2 separate regions of the Lactuca sativa genome follow, and region 2 is linked to region 1. The links are chromatin contacts, called in public Hi-C maps. All regions are on one chromosome and are shown on one strand. Each heading gives the region's core, a stretch centred on a gene start, on an enhancer-like site or on the middle of the called end of the contact. The rest is flanking DNA. Distances are from core to core; before and after follow the strand shown.

Region 1 (6,576 bases), core at 1,885-4,384:
TTTCGGGACTCCAAATCGTGAAAATAGCTTCTTTAAAAACCGCACCACTACCCGACCGTCATTTGTTGGTAACGCTTGTGCCTCCGCCCATTTGGATACATAATCCACCGCCACCAATATGTATTTGTTGCCTTTAGACATGGGAAATGGTCCCATGAAGTCGATACCCCACACATCAAAGACCTCGCACACTTGGATACTATGTTGTGGCATTTCATTTCAAGATGAAATGTTTCCCACTCTTTGACAAGCATCACACTCTTTGACAAATTGGGCTGCATCTTTAAAAATTGTAGGCCAATAGAACCCAATGTCAAATATCTTTTTTGCAGTGTAATGTGCTCCATGATGTCCACCCGTAGGCCCGCTATGACAATGCTCTAATATTTTCCGGCTTTCATTCCCGAACACGCATCTTCGTATAATCCCATCCGCACAGCTTCGGAAAAGATATGCTTCATCCCAAAAGTAATATTTTATCTCGGAAAAGAATTTCTTCTTTTGTTGACTTGTGAGATCTTTTGGGATGTAATTGCTAGCTAAGTAGTTAGCTATATTTGCAAACCATGGTTCTTCTCCCATGGTCACCATAATATACTCGTCCGGAAAATCATCGTCAACTCTATCTTCATGCAATTGCGGGTTTTCAAGCCTTGACAAGTGGTCAGCCGCTACATTCTCCATTCCCTTTTTGTCTCGTATTTCTATGTCAAACTCTTGAAGAAGTAGCACCCATCGTATCGGTCTTGGCTTGGCATCCTGTTTGGCAAATAAATACTTGATGGCAGAGTGGTCAGTAAAAATGATTGTTTTAGATAAAACTAAATAAGGACAGAACTTGTCAAAAGTATACACCACAGCTAATAATTCTTTTTCTGTGGTGGTGTAATTTTCTTGGGCTGGATTTAGAGTCTTGCTAGCATAATATATGGGTCGAAAGTGCTTATCGACCCTTTGACCAAGGACATCTCCTAATGCAAAGTCACTAGCATCACACATAATCTCAAAGGGTAGACTCCAATTTGGTGCAACAATGATCGGGGCATTAGTTAATTTTTCCTTTAAAAATTCAAATGCCTCTAAACACTATTTAGTAAAATTAAATGGTGCATCTTTTAACAGTAATTGTGTTATAGGTCTAGTTATTTTGGAAAAATCTTTTATGAAACGCCGGTAAAAATCCGCGTGTCCTAGAAAACTTCTAATGCCCTTCACATTAGCTGGTGGGGGTAGTTTGGCAATGGTGTCAATCTTTGCCCGATCCACTTCAATTCCCATTTTGGAAACCTTGTGGCCTAACACTATACCCTCCTTAACCATAAAGTGACATTTCTCCCAATTGAGGACCAAATCGGTTTTTTCACATCTAGCAAGCATTAAGTCAAGATTTGTGAGACAATCATGGAAAGAAGATCCAAAGACAGAAAAGTCGTCCATAAAAACTTCCATGAATTTTTCCACCATATCGTGGAATATGGTTGTCATACACCTTTGAAAAGTCGCAGGTGCATTGCATAGCTCAAAGGGCATGCGCCTATAAGCAAAAGTCCCACTCGGGCAAGTAAATGTGGTCTTTTCTTGGTCCATTGGGTTTATGGGTATTTGGAAATAACCCGAGAATCCGTCTAGAAAGCAATAGTAACTATGGCCCGATAGTCTTTCTAACATTTGATCAATAAAAAGTAAGGGAAAATGGTCTTTACGAGTGGCATCGTTTAGCTTTCGATAATCGATGCACACTCTCCAACCGGTTACCATTCGTGTCGGAATTAGCTCGTTCTTTTCGTTGGTTATGACCGTCATCCTTCCTTTCTTGGGCACCACTTGGACCGGACTCACCCACAAACTGTCGGAAATGGAATAGATAATTCCCGCATCTAGGAGTTTAACCACTTCCTTCTTGACTACTTCTTGCATATTCGGGTTTAACCTTCTTTGGTGCTGTACAACCGGCTTTGCTCCTTCTTCCAGATTGATCTTGTGGGAGCAATAAGATGGGCTTATTCCCTTGATGTCGGTGATGCTCCATGCTATGGCCCGCTTCCGCTTCTTCAACACTTGCACTAGCTCTTCCTTTTCAGATTTGGATAAGTCAGAGGCTATGATTACTGGCTTTTGATTGCCCTCTTCAAGTAAAGCATACTCCAAATGTTCTGGTAAAGTTTTGAGCTGAGATTTTTGGTTCTGACTGTTGGACTCGCCAAGTGCAGGTAGGGTACTCGGCGAGTTTGTGGCTGCATTCACGAATTCTGCCTTTTCTAAGGAGGAACTCGGCGAGTATATCGGCCCTACTCGGTGAGTAGAGCTGTCAGCTTGCTTCACCAATTCTTCAAACTCAGCTTCTTCCAGCAGCCTTTCAATCTCCATTAAGTCTTTTTCTGGATCAAATTCTTCATCATAAGCTGTGAACTTACTGGAATCTTCGCTTATGCATTCCTCCAATAATTCATTAAGCATATCAATTGATAATGTCGTTTCGTCACTGTTCCTTACATACTTCATAGCTTGATCTACCCCAAACATGACTGAATCTTCTCCTACCCGCAAGGTGAGCTTCGAGTCCCTCATATCTACTATAGCACTTTCCGTGTTGAGAAAGGGTCTTCCAAGGATGATTGGAACTTGTGGATCCGCCTTAATGTCTAGAATGATGAAATCAGCGGGAAGACGAATTTGTCCACCTTGACTAGTAAGTCTTCGCATATGCCTCTTGGGAAAGTGACCGTCTTGTTTGCCAAGTGAATTGCCATGCGAATTGGCCTTGGTTCCGGGAGATCCAGCTTCTTGAAGAATGAATATGGCATTAGGTTCACACTTGCTCCCGAATCGGCTAAGGCATGAATGGTAGCCAAGTTGCCAAATTGGCAAGGTAAAATCAAACTCCCCGGGTCACCCTTCTTCTTTGGTAGCTTATTCAGTATAGCAGCTGAGTAGTTTTCATTAAGGACTACCTTCTTTACTTCTTCCATCTTCTTTCTATTAGTGAGGAGTTCCTTAAGGAAATTTTCATATTTGGGCATTTGCATGACGGCTTCAATGAAGGGTATGTTGATTTGAAGAGCCTTGATATGATCTAGAAACTTCTGATACTCCTCTTCCTGCTTCTCCTTCTTAGCTCGGGCTGGGTATGGCATTGGAGGCTGGTACAACTTTTTAGGGATCTGATCTTTCGGATTTGGTGGTGTACTCGCCGAGTCCATAAGTGGTACTCGGTGAGTAGAGCTGTCAGATTGAAGATTTTGCTTTACTGCTTGATTTTCTGCCTCCTCCTTCTATGATTCCTTGGATGCTTCAATCTGAATAGGTGCCAGGGGAGTGATTATTTTCCCACTTCTTGTTGTGACTATGTTTATGTGCGCGCCTCGTGGGTTATTTTCAGTTTTTCTAGGAAGTTCGCCCGGTGACCTTTGGTTGATTTTTTGAGCAAGTTGCCCAAGCTGCGTTTCTATATTGTGGATAGATGCTTGCTGGTTCCTTAGCATGGTCCTTGTTTCTTGAATGGCAGCATCATGATCACTATGTCTTTTTTCTGAAGCAGCTACAAATTTGGTGAGCATTTCTTCCAAGCTTGGCTTTCTTTCTTGTACCGGCTCCTCCTTTTGGTAGAAACCTCTCCCTTTTTGCCTAAACTTTTCCTCCTTGGACTTCTTGTACTCTTCATAAGGGAGCCACTCTTTCTTTTGTTTGTGCCAGTCTTCATCATATCGGTCTCCACTTGAGTAACAAACTTGCACCTTCTTATTGCCGTTTTCATCCAAGTCATAGTCTCTAGTAAGGTGAGGCCCATTGCAGTTTTCACAACCCACCCGAATAGCATGGATCGTTTGGTCCATTTTTTCCATCCTCCTATCCATGGTTTTTAGCATAGCCATGACCGCAGATAAGTCTTTAGTAGCTGCATATGTGGCTCCCCTAGTAACATCATGTCTAGGGTTGTGGTATTCTCTAGAGTGTTTAGAGAATTCATCAATCAATTCCTTGATCACCGGGGGCGGCTTCTTTGTAAGCGGGCCTTGCGAGTCTAGTAACTGCCTGGTTGTGACATTGACTCCATCATAGAAGATGGAGACTTCTTGCTGGCTATTGAGGTCATGGTGTAGGCAATTTCTTAGCAAACTTTTATACCTCTCCCAAGCTTCATATAGCGACTCTCCAGCTTGTTGTTCAAAGTTAGCAATGGCCTTCTTCAACTTGGCTATCTTGGGAGGTGGGCAAAAGTGATCAATGAATTCTTCCTTCATCTTGGCCCATGTGGTGACTTATCTGGGGGGAGTGCTTTGAGCCAGTCTTTTGCAGCACCTTTGAATGTCACTGGAAGCATGCGAAGTAGCTGAGTCTCACGAGGCACATTTGGAACATTGAAGTAATCAGCCACATCTTTGACTTCATCCAAATGCTTGTAGGCATCTTCGTGGTCTTTTCCATAGAAAGGTATTTCTTTAAGTAAAGCTAGGATATGACCCTTGAGCTCGAAAGTAGCAGTCGCGGGAATTGCGGGTTGCACAAGTCCCGGGCCAGTGTCGTCGCGCATCCTCTTCTTCCATTCCCCCATGGGGATTTCATTAATGTTAGCCATAGTGATAGCTAATTCTTCCTCGAAATCGGATTCGTGCTTGTATGTAGGCTCCTCTTCTTCCTCGGTCTCGTACTCGATATCTTCCTTAACTGGTTTGTCGATTACTAAAGAGGCGCTGGATGCTCCTGATTTGCTACTCTTTTTCTTCCCAAAAACAGTCTTCAAGTTAGACAAAGGTGACTTCTTAGGTGTACTCGAGCTCTCCACGTCCTTTCCTTTGTTCCTTTTCAATGCGGATTCGGGATCTTCAAACGGGGGTACCAGCGGGGTGTTTGATCCTCTGGTCATGAAAGTCCTGAAATAAACAAGATAAAAAAGTAAAAAGAACAAAAAAAATGCAACAAAAAAAACAAAAATTAAATGTAAAATTCACTTGTACTCGCCGAGTAGGTGCGACTGCACTCGGCGAGTATCAGTGTAATTTTGAGGAAATTCTAAACTGAATATTAAAACTAAAACAGATGCTAAAACCTAATTACTAACTACTAAATTGCAATAAATTAACTTTGTGCCAGTAAACTCACACAAAGGATCGAAAAAATTAGGGATTAGATTAAATATTTAGAACCGTTCCCTGGCAACGGCGCCAAAAACTTGATGTGTGTTGAATGCATTTGTTTTATTCCTACTTTTTATTAATAAATTTAGCACACAAAGGCAGTGAACCAGTCTTTTAGTGGTATAGTTGGATAAGTAGGGTGTCGAACTTAGGGAACGGAAAATTAAACTAATGACTAATTTTAACTAAACAAATAATAAAAGTAAAAGGTTTTTTCTCTAGTTTTGCAAGACTAGAAACTTAAACACACCACAAAAACACATAATTAACTAAGTAACTAAAGAAAACAACTAATTCACTAAATTTGATAAAGATGTTTCCGTTTTAGGTTCAACCAATTCACTCCTATAGTTATTTTGAATTTATGATAGATTAATTGCTATTGGCTACCAACTATAGTGGTTAGGTTCATGTTAATTACTCCTAACCCTTAGACAATTAATTAATTCAAGTGGTGATCAAGTGTTTAAACTAATTAATACCCTAGATTAATGATTTGGATGAAATAAGATTTGTAGTGGTTAATCAAATTGGTGGTTCACTTAACCTCTTGTTTGTTGGTTTCTCAAACAAGCTCACACATTAATCTACCCATTATCTTGTTAATCTTAGTTTCATATTCATTATTCCTAAGCATATGATTAAGTGTTCACATAGACATATGAGGTTAACAATTAAGAGATGTTCATGCAGCTTAATTATCTTCCAATTAACAGAAAATAGTTGTGATTAATGCATAAGGTTCTTTAACAAACTTAATTTAATAAATCACCAATAAACAATCAATCAAAAACTAAGAATTAAACCATAGGAGTTACTTGGTATTCCCAAACCAAAAACAAAAACCTATTTAGTTCATAGTTGCAGTAAAAACAAACACCAAAACAGATTTAACTAAGCTAAACATACTTAAATCCTAAAGCTAAGTGGAATGATTAACCTAGTAGCTTTGATTCTTTAAGGGATTGAAGATTAGGGTTCCTCAGCTCCTCCAAGGGTTCTTCAATCGCATATGAATCTCCAAAAACGCCAGAAAAGTATTCCGATCGGATAAAGGCTCGGTTTTTATAATTATCACAAAACAGGGCATACTCGGCGAGTAGCAGACCCAACTCGCCGAGTAGATCGTAGTTATCCGTCTCGTACTAGAAGTCTTGACTTATCTTCTGGAATATTCTAATGTACTCGCCGAGTAGGTTCGTGTACTCGCCGAGTAGAAAGGCTTTTGTCCCTCATTCTTCATTCTTTGGTCTCTAATTGCTTCCCCTTGTTCCATTTCACTCCCAAGCATGTCTTTTGGACTGAAAACAAAATTTAAACAATATTAAGTGCCTTTTGTCCACATTATACACATAATTAGTTAAAAATAAATAAAAATGTATGCTAAATGATTAACTAATTATGCACATATCAGTGATCGATTCAACGAGTCCATTCTTGG
Region 2 (6,576 bases), core at 1,162-3,661, 340 kb before region 1:
AAATATCCGAATATGTTATTAAACGTGGGAATCGTAGGACTGCATTAATAAGTTTAAAACTTAATAAAATACTTTGAATTTTGTTTGTATTCCCCCCCTGAAAACATTAAAAACACGGAAAATGTAGGGGGTATGAACTCACCGTTTGACGGATGATTCGAGCGGATGATCGGTTACAAGTGTTGAGTATCAATTGAGGTATCGCACTCAAGTGGATCCTAGTAACATATAATAGCACATATATGTATTAGATTTAGGTATTCCATGACAAAACATGACGGGAAACCACCCTAAAGATTTGGAAATGCTTGTCGGGACCTTATGTGATCAAACAAAGGAGGTGTATGGTCATTAGGGTGTGTGTACGGCCAAGGTGTGCGACCAGGCTATGTGTGCGGTTGCACACAGGAGTGTGCGGCCAGACTGTGTATACGGTTGCACACAGGAGTGTGCGGCCGTACATTCTTCGTTTATGCTCCAATCGTCGATTTTCAAGTGTTTCAAGGATCAAACCAAGTCCAACTAAGAGATAGAGAGCCAAAACTCTCACTTTGGAGGGTTTTTGAGGTGTGTACGGCCACCTTATGAAGGTGTGCGGCCGTACACCTTCAAGTGATGAAGAACACAAAGAACATGAAGAGTTTCAGGCTTAGATTTAGGTATTTTACTTGTATAACAAGCTAAATGATGTAATTCTTCACGTTTTTTAGGCCCTTAGAGTGTTCTTGGATGAAGTTCTTAGAGGGAGAAAATAGAGAGAGAAAGTAGAGTGCAGCCAAATGAAAGGAATGAGTGAAGGAGTCACCCTATATAAATAAGGATGAGTGTGTGGCTGGAGGATGGGTGTGCAACCACACACTCATGTGTGCGGCCATACACTCGGGTGTGCGGTCACAATAGCCTTAGAGCATTTCAATGGATACTTATTTTATAACCTTTTACTATATGATTGGTTACTTATTATCACTTAATGTCATTTGGGTGTATATATCTTTTTGTATATTTTGATTAACCACTCAAATATATATATATATATATATATATATATATATATATATATATATATATATATATATATATATATATATATATATGAAGGGATCGATATATTATAATATTATATATTATGAATCATAATAAAATTTAATACAAACTAGTTACATGTCTAGTGTTACTATTTATTAAAGTATTGTATTGTATTATATTTAATTATTTAAATAGTAATGTTTAGTGATAGTATTTATTAAAATAATAAGTATATATCGACGATATTTATTAAAATATTTTGTATTAAAATATTACTTGTTTAAAAAATGTTTAGTTAAACAAGAGAATTTATAAAATATTCCAGATTGATGAGAATAGATTAGTTAAATTAATAATTTTTTTTTTTTATAAAAAGAGGATAACCATTAGTTAAATTATTTAATTTAAGGTCGATATTAATAAAATGAAAATGTGATAATATTTTTGGATTATATTATAGGTTTACCGTTACAAAATTTCTTATAAAATATTTATCGTAATAAGCTTAAAAATTGATCTATTGTTAAATATAATATTTAAATTTCTAATATACATTTGAAATATGTTAATGTGAGTTTGTATACCATAACAAATTAATATAAGTTAATGAACAGTTACATTTTATAATTGTTGAATATTAATAAGAAAAATACAAAACAAAAATATATTCTATTTTAGTATAATATTAAATACTATATATTTGTTTGAATTTGATATAAGGTAATTAATTTGCACTTCCTCCAAGACTATGTCGAACCAGCATCATGGATAATCAAGTAATTCAAAAACGTGAAACACTAACTATATTTATTTTTAAAATATTTGAAATTTAAAGCTTAATCATGGATTATTAAACTTTCAATAAAAAAAAGTCTATTCTTTTAATTTGTGGTTGTAATAATTTTTTTTTAACTCTACACAATCATTTTTTTTATTTTTAAAAGTTTTAATATTAAGGTTGTATATATCATCATAAATATTATTTTATTACTTCCACAATTTCTTTTAGATTCGTACTTAACAAAATACTATTGTCACTTAACATCATCATAACTAAATCAATATCATCATTCAAATTGATACCATACATAATTCGATTAATCTTTCAAGTGCCATCAATGATTGATATGTTAATTGTTATCATTCCAAGAATCACAAAATCCATAACAATGGCATAAACTATGCTTATGCGAATATAAACATCCAACTCCTTCATACTTTTAGACATAAGATTCATCATGCACAAAAGAAAGAAACATAACTTGTGGAAAGAAACTAACATCCACTCTAACTTTAGGGGCCATAAGTAAACAACTTTCTTTCTCTTATATCATCAATCTACAATAGGAGAGAGAAGTAGGAGAGGTTAAAATCTCTCTCTCTCTCTCTCTCTCTCTCTCTCTCTCTCTCTCTCTTACACTTACCCACTGAAACCAACATAACAAAGGTACTCTTTAGGTGCTTTATAATTATTACTCTTGTAATCAAGCTCCTTGATAGAAGCAGAAGCAGCAGCAACTACAAAGCAAATTGATTATTCTGCTTCTTGATGCAAACCCTTCATCACTTTATATAGCAAATAATCAGGAGAAAGAGAGTCGTTTTTTTCTTTAACTTTGCTTCCTTTCAAGTTTCATGATCAGTTTCATTAACCTCTTCACCTTTATCACTCATCATCGATATCGTCATCTCTAACAGAAGAAGAAAAGAGTATACCTTTTTTTTTTTGATATGGGGTAAGATTAACTAACGCCTGCTTTTTTCTACTTCGAACAAGCGTTTTCTTTTCATTTCAGGGAATAAAAAGGTTCTAGAGAGAGAAAGTGATGATAGAGAGAGAGAGAAAGTGAGGGGGGAAAAAACTAAAAAGCTTTGCAATGGTTTCTTAGCTTTTTTGTTGATCGACTTTTTTTTTTTTTCTATTTTTCTAGTGTTGTTTTACATGTTTCTTTTTGCTGAATTTTACTAATTACTTTGAACAAATGGAAAAGAAACCTACTTTCACGGGTGTTTATTTATTTATTTATTTATTGTTTTAAAAAATTTACCATTTTTTTTTGTGGGTTTCTTGAGTTGAAAGAGAAAATGCAAGCTTTCGTTGATGGGGTTTGCTAAATTGAAGTTGCTTTATTGTTGGGTTTTTCAAATTAAGAGAAAAAATGGAAGCTTTCTCTAATGGGGTTTTCTAAATTTAGGTTTCTTTTTTTGTTTTCAAGTGGAAGGTAGAATGCAAGCATCCATGGAGTTTGTTCAGATTTTAACTTTGTTCTTGGATTTTTCTTTGTTTCCTCTTCAGGAGCACATCAAGAAGAAGCAATTAATTGAGCTCTAGCTACTTTTTTAGCTATGTTGTCTTGATCTAACACTCAAAAATCTTTGTAAGATTTGTGGGTTGTTGCAGAAACACAAGAAATCAGTTCGAGTGAAAATCAAGAAATGGATTCATATGAAGCAACAAGAGTTGTGTTCACGAGGATCCAAAATTTGGATCCTGAATACGCTTCAAAAATCATGGGTCTTCTCCTAATTCAAGATCATGGCGAAAAAGAGATGATTCGGTTAGCTTTTGGGCCTGAATCGTTAGTTCACTCTGTGATTATGAAAGCTCGTAAAGAACTTGGCATTCCGTCGAGCAACGCGCCGTCGACACCTTCTTCTCCGGCGTCGCCGTCGCCGTTCAGTTCTTCCCACAGTCTCTCCCGGCAAAACTCGGGGAATTCTTCGACTGCTTCAAGGCTTGTTAATGGCGGAGTTACTAATCTCCCGTCGCCTCTCAGTATCCCGAGCTTGTCATCTTCGTGGACGAATTCTAATTTCTCTGATTTTCAACCCAGTGAAGACCACCATCTGAATTCCTCAGCTCCGCCGTTCTACGGCGGAAGTAGCGAGCCTGATCTGATAGATGAATTACAAATACAAGACCAGCTTTCTTTTCTCAACGATGGTTCTCCCACTCTCGGCCCTAAACCCACCGATTTTTTCTACCCGGATTTGATGTCCCCTAACGGCAGCGGTGACATGTACTCACCATGGAGCGGCGGCGGCGGAGGCGGTGGCGGTGGTGGTGGTCCACACCGCCGGAGCTCATCTGCTAACGATATTTTATTCGGTGGAGGTGGTGAAGACCCTAACGGATGGAAACCTTGTCTTTACTTCGCTAGAGGCTACTGTAAAAACGGAGCTAGTTGCAGGTTCACTCACACCGCCGGCGGCGAAGCTGATATCGCTGCCATGACAGTTGGTTCCTTGAGCAAACTCGATGTCATGGAACAGTGCCAAGAGCTTCTCCGATCTAAATCCACCCACCAACAACGGTTGCTCATGGCGGCCGCCGGTTCTTCTCCGAACTTCCCCTTCCCAAACAGCCCGAAATCCATGAACTTTCTCCTCCAGCAGCAACCTCTCCAATCAGATAGCCCCAGGTAAAAAAAACAAAAAAACCCATTAAATCACAAACTTCAGAATCTCAATTACTACTAAAGTTCATTACTTTCTGTTTCTAGGATGGCCGCCGCCGCCGCCGCCGCCGCGGCATTAATGATGGGGGAGGAGATGAACAAATTCGGCCGGTCAAGGCTCGACCGGAGCGATTTCTCCATGGGTATGCTGAATCCCGGTTCACGGCAAATCTACTTAACTTTTCCGGCGGATAGTACTTTCCGGGAAGAAGACGTTTCCAATTACTTCAGGTTCGATTTCAATCATTTCCATCGTTAAATCACATTAAAAAAATCTTTCTTTAATCTTGTTTCTTCTCTTTCGTAGCATGTATGGACCAGTTCAAGATGTTCGGATCCCATATCAGCAAAAACGAATGTTCGGATTCGTCACATTTGTTTACGCAGAAACTGTGAAACTCATACTCGCGAAAGGAAACCCACATTTCGTATGCGACGCTAGGGTTCTTGTAAAACCCTACAAAGAAAAGGGTAAAGTTCCCGATAAGTTCAGAAAGCAACAGCAACAACAAATCGATCGAAGCGAGTTTTCCCCAACTGGGTTTGATTCACGCGACCCTTTCGATCTTCAGATAGGTAAACGCTCGTTCAACAATCTGAATCTTCGTCTTCAATTACGTTAAATCCGTTCCTCAATTTTGAATTTTTGTTTGAATCAGGAGCGAGAATGCTGTACAACAGTCAAGATCTGCTATGGCGGAAAAAGCTTGAAGAACAGGCGGATCTGCAACATGCAATCGAGCTTCAAAACAGGAGAATCATGGATCTGCAACTTCTTGATGTTAAACGGAACCACCACCATCACCACCGTGCACTGTCCACCGGCGCCGCCATTCCTTCACCCACCTGTTACTCTCCAAGCTACCTGAATCACTCGTCGGTTTTTGCTTCTGATACCCGCAGCAGTTCCAGTCCAGATTCCGGTAAACATAAATTTAAAAAAAAAAAAAAATCGGATTTGATGCTTTTTGAAAATAGAAATAATTTGTTGCTAATTTTATCGATTTGTGTTTGTTTTGATTCAGAGGATGGTTTGATGTCTAAAATGGTTACACCTGTAACTATCAATGTCGATGAGACATTAGAGGTAAATTTAAACCTGGAGAAAGAGAAGGAATCTTTGGAGATTAATAAAAAAGATGAAAATAGTAATGGAAAATCAAGCCCTCATCATGAAGAAGATATTGATTTGCCTGAAAGGTATAAATAGTTGTAATAATACCATTTTGAGAAACACAATGATTTTTACTTGAATTAGAATTGTTTCTAAATCTTGAAATTTTGCAGTTTGGAGCATAATCTCCCAGATAACCTTTTTGCATCACCCAAAGCATCCGGAGATTACCGAACTGTCTTCTCGAATGATGACGAGATCTCCGGCAAGAATATTCCGGCGGTTTCTTCCACGCCGGAAAAGTTTTCCGGCAACAACTTGATCACCTCACCATTGCTTCCGGCGACTTCAACTTTGGACTTGGCTTCTTTGAAATCATGTTACTTTCAGTTTCCGAGGTACTTGTTTCGTTTCAATTTGTTTTTCTACTAAATTAAGTGCAACTTTAGTCCGGGAGTTTTAATTCCAATATTCAATATTGGAATTAAAACTCCCCGACAACATTACCATCACCGAGTTTCAATTCCAATGTGAATTAAGACTCTTTGTTGGTAATGAAACTCCTAGACCGACAGTTCTAGACTCAATGGTGGTGGTTCAGGAGTTTCAATTCCAATGTGAATTAGACTCTTTGTCAGTGGAAACTCTTAGACCGACAATGCAGACGAAGAGTCTAATCCACATTGGAATTGAAACTCGTACCCGAGTTTCAATTCCAATGTGGATTAAGGTCGAGCTGAAATGTTATTGGACGATTATTTTTTATTTTATTTTTTTTGCAAAAAATATAATGATATTGGCCTTGGTGGTACAGGTTTTCTTCGGGTCACGGTGCGATTGGAATGTAGTCTTAAATTTACGGTCTTTTAGCTTCCTTAGTGTAGGTAAAAATCATCTAAACTCACATTGCAATTGATTTCAATTCTTTTCAGTGTTTTTTAATTTGTTAATAGTTGTGTTTTTTTGTTTGTTTTACAG

The links. Hi-C and Micro-C count contacts between places; a contact is called where the count stands out from the background.
Region 2: a Hi-C map of seed shows a contact between it and region 1, with 6 times the contacts expected there. The contact joins the promoter of LOC111911968 here to the promoter of LOC111910011 in region 1. A contact is called at or near these places in 2 of 4 Hi-C or Micro-C datasets (leaf and seed).

The regions. Positions count from the first base shown.
Region 1 is chr1:144,677,877-144,684,452 of Lsat_Salinas_v11, reverse strand. LOC111910011 reads right to left here and starts at 3,134. Exons shown (of 1, transcript XM_023905809.1): 1 at 2,643-3,134. The coding sequence starts at 3,134. The coding sequence ends at 2,643. It overlaps LOC111910019 (small nucleolar RNA R71), which reads left to right and starts at 4,087; the gene lies at 4,087-4,193. LOC128127980 reads right to left here and starts at 156. Exons shown (of 1, transcript XM_052766734.1): 1 at 1-156. The coding sequence starts at 156.
Region 2 is chr1:145,017,336-145,023,911 of Lsat_Salinas_v11, reverse strand. LOC111911968 (zinc finger CCCH domain-containing protein 53) reads left to right here and starts at 2,411. Exons shown (of 9, transcript XM_023907735.3): 1 at 2,411-2,762; 2 at 3,323-4,448; 3 at 4,530-4,715; 4 at 4,792-5,060; 5 at 5,144-5,407; 6 at 5,510-5,684; 7 at 5,772-5,996; 8 at 6,413-6,482. The coding sequence starts at 3,463. The coding sequence ends at 6,446.